Regions from separate parts of the Mus musculus genome. Here region 1 is linked to region 2. Evidence: chromatin contacts called from public Hi-C data. All regions are on one chromosome and are shown on one strand. The core of a region is the stretch at or near the end of the contact, and the rest is flanking DNA. Distances in the headings are between cores, read along the strand shown. Region 1 has its middle 85 kb from the start of Tecrl. Region 2 holds the start of 1700017L05Rik (RIKEN cDNA 1700017L05 gene).

What was found. Hi-C and Micro-C count contacts between places; a contact is called where the count stands out from the background.
Region 1: a contact with region 2 is called in a Hi-C map of pro-B cells, with 8 times the contacts expected there. The contact joins the enhancer-like site here to the promoter of 1700017L05Rik in region 2. A contact is called at or near these places in 5 of 484 Hi-C or Micro-C datasets (cerebral cortex, cortical neurons, palatal mesenchyme and 1 more) and 1 of 115 datasets of contacts at active chromatin or transcription factors (astrocytes).

The regions. Positions count from the first base shown.
Region 1 is chr5:83,438,897-83,441,894 of GRCm38.p6, forward strand. No RefSeq gene overlaps it. Among named protein-coding and RNA genes, the nearest start is that of Tecrl, 85 kb to the left of the region's middle. Within about 2 kb of position 1,540, at least 3 of the 459 cell types and tissues checked have an H3K27ac peak or open chromatin away from gene starts, as enhancers often do. A contact at or near this core is called in pro-B cells, where this site is marked.
Region 2 is chr5:77,464,149-77,467,154 of GRCm38.p6, forward strand. It overlaps 1700017L05Rik (RIKEN cDNA 1700017L05 gene), which reads left to right and starts at 1,340. Exons shown (of 2, transcript NR_131050.1): 1 at 1,340-1,669.

The sequences.
Region 1 (2,998 bases), core at 290-2,789, 6.0 Mb after region 2:
CTGAATAAAATAATCAGTAGAACATAAGGTCCTCTACCTAAAGGCAGAATTTAAATTTTGTCTCTCTCAATGGATTTGTGTTGCTTAGTCTGGGGTGAAGTCATTTATTGTGACACTGAATTTTTCTGAGTAGATTAAAAGCCTTGATAACTCCCAAAATTTATTTCTTTCTCTAAGAACATACTTTGTTTACAATTAACAAATGCATGATCTCTTCAGCTACTTGAGGCTTCATCTAATATGAATATATATTATTTCTGCCTCACATAGTTCTCAGTTTAAATAGACATTCGAAAACACAAATATTAGTGTTCACTTAAGCACAATTGAAAGAAATAACAAGGGATTCGAAGAATAAATAAAAGAAGTCAGAAAAGAAAAGGATGGATGAAGAAGAAGAGAAGAAGAAGAAGAAGAAGAAGAAGAAGAAGAAGAAGAAGAAGAAGAAGAAGAAGAAGAAGAAGAAGAAAGCACAAGTGAGTGAAAAAATAAAATGGGCCCAGTTAGAATCAGACTCATCTCAAAGGTAATATAGTGAAGACGGCTGTCACAGCACGCATGGTGTTAAACCAAAAAAAAAATGCCCCGCTCTCTATAATGTATTTGACCTTCTGGCTACCAAACTCTCTCCTTATCTCTGCCACTTGTTCCAAATTACTTTAGAACAATGGAAAAACCTAACTGGAAAATTACATTTTAGGCCAAAATTGGTCTAAAGGCCATCACAAAGCCTTGCTTGTCACGCGTTCCGGCCATCCAGCCAGCTCCTATCTCTCCCTCTCTCCTCAGAGCACTATTATTGCCTTTGCAACTGCACAGCAGTTCTAAAGGTTTCTCAGAAATTCTTAAAATACTTTATACTCACTGTTCTCCTCCAGGTTCAGTTATTGTAATCTCACTTTAAACATTTCTTTATTTTTCACTGAATGGGAGAGGTAATTAAAGGAGATCTGCAATTGAACCAGTAAAATTTACAAATCTTAATGGGTGGCTCCACTGCGGCCAGTGACTGTTGTCTGTCTGTGAAATCGCCAGTCCTTCTGAGTAATGTGTGAATAGTGGTCAGGGCCGCGATGGTTTCTCAGATGAAATCTTCCTGCCTTCCTTAGGACACCCTGAAAGAGCAGGACAACCGCATGAACTCTTACTTCCTCTTAAGAAATTGGAAATCCATAATTCATGATCAGCCATGATACTCTTCCGGCCTCACCTTAACAAAGTGTGAGAAATTCTTTCTAGTACTTTAGAGAAAGTGACAGGGAAGGGATTGGTATTTACAATACATTTTGTAGGAATTAAACATTTGTAAATTTACGAAGAGTTTATTCTGAATATGCTGATATGCTGATAACTCAAGTTAATAGCTTTCATATTTTAATAAGAAAAAAACACAATTTAAATGTGTTCTTACCAATGAATCAGGTAAGTATCCAGAGGTAAATTTCTACTGGAAATCACACTAGCTGGAGGACTGAAATAGGTACTAGCGGTATTTTGAATTTATTGCCAGTATTGCCAGGAGCTAGAGTACCAGCGCCACCTAGTGGACCAATTGCAGAACTGGTAAAATGACTAATTTTATCTCTGCAACACCCTATTTCCTAAGAAGACTGCAATTTAGTTTTATTAAAGTTTAACTAAATTGGAGAGGATGTGCCTAACTGAAGAGACTTGATGTGCCAGGGTGGGGAAAAATTCAGGGGGAGCGCCACCCTTTCAAGGAGAAGCATTTTGTGAGTGGGGAACACAGCTATTGGGATTTTAAAAATGCAATAAAGTAAGTAATTTTTTTTTAAAAAAGTTAAAAGATCTGTAAGAAAACAGGGTGTTCTGACACAATAAAGCTCACACACATATGAACAAGTAGAAACTGGTATCGTGTACAAGATTAGAACAGCCAAACAGTGGCCTAGCACTAAGAAAGGAAAGGGGCAGGGGACGGGGGACACTTCCAATCAAAAGCTATTTACAATTGATACCTGATGGCTAAGGGATTATCAGTTTTCTCCAATAGAGTGTCACTGGGTGCATCAAGAGTAGTCCGGCGCAAGCCCAAAGCCATAAATGGCCAACCCAAAATGTACTCCATGTTCTTGTGTTTGCTTGCTGACTTTTGTGTTGTCTTGGTATTATTATTATTTATTATTATTATTATTATTATTATTATTATTTTGTCTCATTTGTTTTTGTTGTTTGTTTTGATTTTCACTATTGTGGTTGTGTGAATTATATTTTGGGTTTGTATGAAAAAAATTAAACACAGTATGTCTGATATACTTTGGCACATCAACTGATTTGTCGTTTTTAGTTTAGAGTATTGTATGCAAACTATGGGATATGAGGACTGTGATTATTCACCGAGACTAAAAATTCAAAGCATATGTCACATACTTATTTGTCAAGTAATGATTAAAGACTAAAATATCTTTATTTTTGCTCTTGGCATTTTCTCCCTTTCTTGACCTTTGGAATTATTTTAAGGTTCTCAAAAGAACAAGTTCAAGGAAGACATTGAAGTGCTGCAGCCCATCACCAGGTGTAAGCCCTTAACAGCCCTCTCCTACTCCCCTAGAGGGACTTTTGCTAAAGAATAAAGGTTTTGTTCAGTTTCCTAAACTAGGTGTGGAAATATACTGAGCCACCACCCAGGCAGCATACACAAGCTGGTCCAAGGCCCCCTGACACATATATAGCTCTGAGACTGCCTGGTCTCAGAGACAGGAGGGCAGAAGAATAGGATGAGGACCTGTGCGGGAGGGGGCCAGGATGGTAGGCAATGGCTAGATTGTAAAAATTAAAAAAAGAAAAGAGAAGAAGTTTTATATAATACCTGTATCACAGCAGCTGAGTACTCTGTGCCTCCTTATCTTATATGATGCTTTGTGTGGCCAGTATGATACAAAGGGTAAATAAAATGATGTGCCCTAATTATTTCACAAACAAGGCTTTTCTGTTATTTCTCTGATGTTAATTACAAATCTCATTATTTCTTAATTCT
Region 2 (3,006 bases), core at 90-2,589:
TTGATTTCCAGCACCAAGACCAGAAGGCTCACAACTACCCGCAATTCCACACTCAGGGCACACAACACCTTCATCTGATCTCTACAGGCACCTGCACTGAGGGGTGCATACCTCTCCCACATATACTCATAATTAAAATAATGAGTCTTAAGAATCGTTCGTATTTATTTTTGACAGTTTCCTCAATGTCTATCATAAATTTTAGTCCTTTTTACACTCTTCCCTGTCTCATCCCCTTCCTTTTCCTGTTGAACCCCCCCCCCCACTTTCCAACAAGCCCCCATCCTACTTTGATGCCCCCCCCCCCCCGTGTGTGTGTGTGTTTGACTTACTGAATCCAATTAAGATTCCTTGTATGGGTGAGAGGTTATTTGGAGCATGTGTGGTTTATCAATGGCTTCTCCACTGAAGAAACCACCCCCACCCCCCACCCCTGTCATGGACTGCGGATATGCTCTGTGGAGAGCCGAAGATACAAGGAGCTCCTCTCTAATCCATGATAAAACGCTGGCAGGCTGAACCTTGTACAGTCCTTGTGGCTCTCGGAGTTTCCTGTCAAGACTATTGGTGACTTTTCGAGCCTATCGTGAAGGAACTTCCCGTCCAGTTCTATCTCCCCATTTACATTGCTCTGGGTCCCGATGTAGCTGATATTTAAATCAGGCCCACGATGCTGTGATGGTATACCGTACAAGGCTCCAGTCTCAGCACAGGGCTGAGCCCTGAACACCTTCAAACATCAACAGTTAGTGACCGAGGCACCCGCCTTAGACCAGCTGAACCTATTATTAGTGAATGGAAGAAGACACAGCCAGCGGACCTTGTATGCTATCCCGAGGGCCTGTCAAGGCCTCTTTCACACTGTCTCCACCAGTCCCAGGCACGGTGGCTTCAGTTTGGAGGGAGCGGTGGAGAGCAGTGTATGTCGAGAGAAACACTGCCCCCTGGCTGCCATCCTGGTCTCTGGACGCTGGGTACTTTCATCTGAAAACCTCAAGCCAAAAGAAACTCAGGTTGATTGTTTCCAGGAGGCAAAAAAAGTGTCCCAAGATGGCTTGTTAGACATGAAAGTGGCCGGCGACTTCTAACTTGCAGATTTTCTTGCTAACAAAATATGATAAAGTTATGTCTCACTGGGGACACAGCTACATATTCATGAAAAAGAAACGGACTGGCAAAAATCCTCTAGCACAGTCTTAGTCATGCTTTCCGTGGGTGGTGGGGTCCTGACGAACTGGTTCTTACACACCCCGTTCTGCTGTCCAGATTTCTGACAATTGAGTATGTATTACGTCACAATGAGAACCCTGAATCCCGCCAACACATTTGCTTACCGAGCGGCAGACGCTGGAATGAACACCAGATGGGGAGGTCTGTGTGAATTTTTGCCACTGTCTCCTTCCCATCCTAGTTGTCCCAAATGAGAGGCCCGTGGGTCTGCCAGAGGAGAGTTCTGTATGGTACAAAGGCTTGGGGGGAATCTGTTCCCTGTCTTTCTACAAAGATGCTCGTCACAGCCCATCCCTGCCAAAGGCTGTCCCTGGGACACATATGATGGTTTCCAGTACTACCCTCGGGTTTGATGATTCCCTAGAGGGACTCTCAGGATCTAGCAAGGCTGTTGTCTTCACAGATATGGTTTGTACAGCGAAAGGATACAGATTAATAGGCATGTATCAATAACTACTATACGGGGTCACTCGTGTGTGTGTGTGTGTGTGTGTGTGTGTGTGTGTGTGTGCATAAGTGATTGATGCTTAGAGTCTTTTGAGGGAAGATGGATGGCCAGGAAGGCAAAGCGTCTAGAAATCATGTCATATGAAGGATATGACAGTATTTAATATGGAAGCAAGAAGGCCCACCTTACACTGCCTGTGTTTGATGGGTTGCCATGGAGAAGCAGAAGCAGACACATGAGGTCTAGTTCTAGAGGAGATGAGGAGATCCAATAAGGAAGGAGCAGGAGGCTGGAGCCTGCAGAGGTGACAGGAGCTCTCTAAGAATTACAAGTGCCCAATGGCAGATCCAGACTTCTAGACTGTTCAGTCCTTGACACTATGAGTGAGAAGATATGGCCCTTTGCAGGTTCACTGGGATGATCTCAGAGGTGCGTGGGAGCTTGGCTGACAGTGGCTCTACAGCTCTCTCTTCTAGTGTGTGCCTTGCTCATTTCTCTTGCTAGCATCCGGTAGGATGCACCATTCACAGCAGGCCTTGGGAGTACTTGGTAGTATTGCACCTTTGAAGGGGTTGCTAATCCCGTGGAATGTAGGAAGCAAAGGCCTCTTAGCCTCTACCTTGTTATCTCCCTAGATTGAAACCTCAGCTTGCCCTAGCCAGTGTTTCTTTTTAGGATGATTAAAGTCTTTGGCTCCGTCTGAACCCATTCATTTTAACTATTCCATTTCCCAAGAATATCATCTCATTACTTTTTCAATGACTCAATATTTTCAGCACAAGTGAACGAGTCCAGAAAGTCATTTCAGCCATTGATTATTTTTGGTAACCTTCTGATCTATTCTGAATCTCTCTTCTTTTAATTCTCATTTATGCCCTCCTGTCTCGTCATCTGTTCAGAGCTGAAAATAGTAACTTGGCTTGACCTTATTATCTACCGTTTAAGATTTTATGGTCTTTGGTTAAATCTCATCTTAATAAGTGTTCCTAGGCTGTAGATTATAGTTTTTCCATTCCTTCCTTAAAGGCTGCCCTTTGCAGCTCAAGTCTGTTATCACAGCACCAACTTCTCTGCCCTTCCCCAAATATGCCAACGTCTCACTTCATCTTTGTCATAAGCACTGACCTCAGAGCCAGCTTAGAAGGATATACCCGTGCTCCTAATGACCACGCCTCCTGCAGCTTTGAACCGTCTCCCAGTTCTGTTTGTGAATATATCGCAAATCCTGCTTGTGCAGGATCTGAAGTGTCACTGGGTGGGAAGGGAAACAAATGAAGTGGTAGCAGCCAAGCCTGCATTTAGCAATTTAGGAGTCAATATTTATGTGG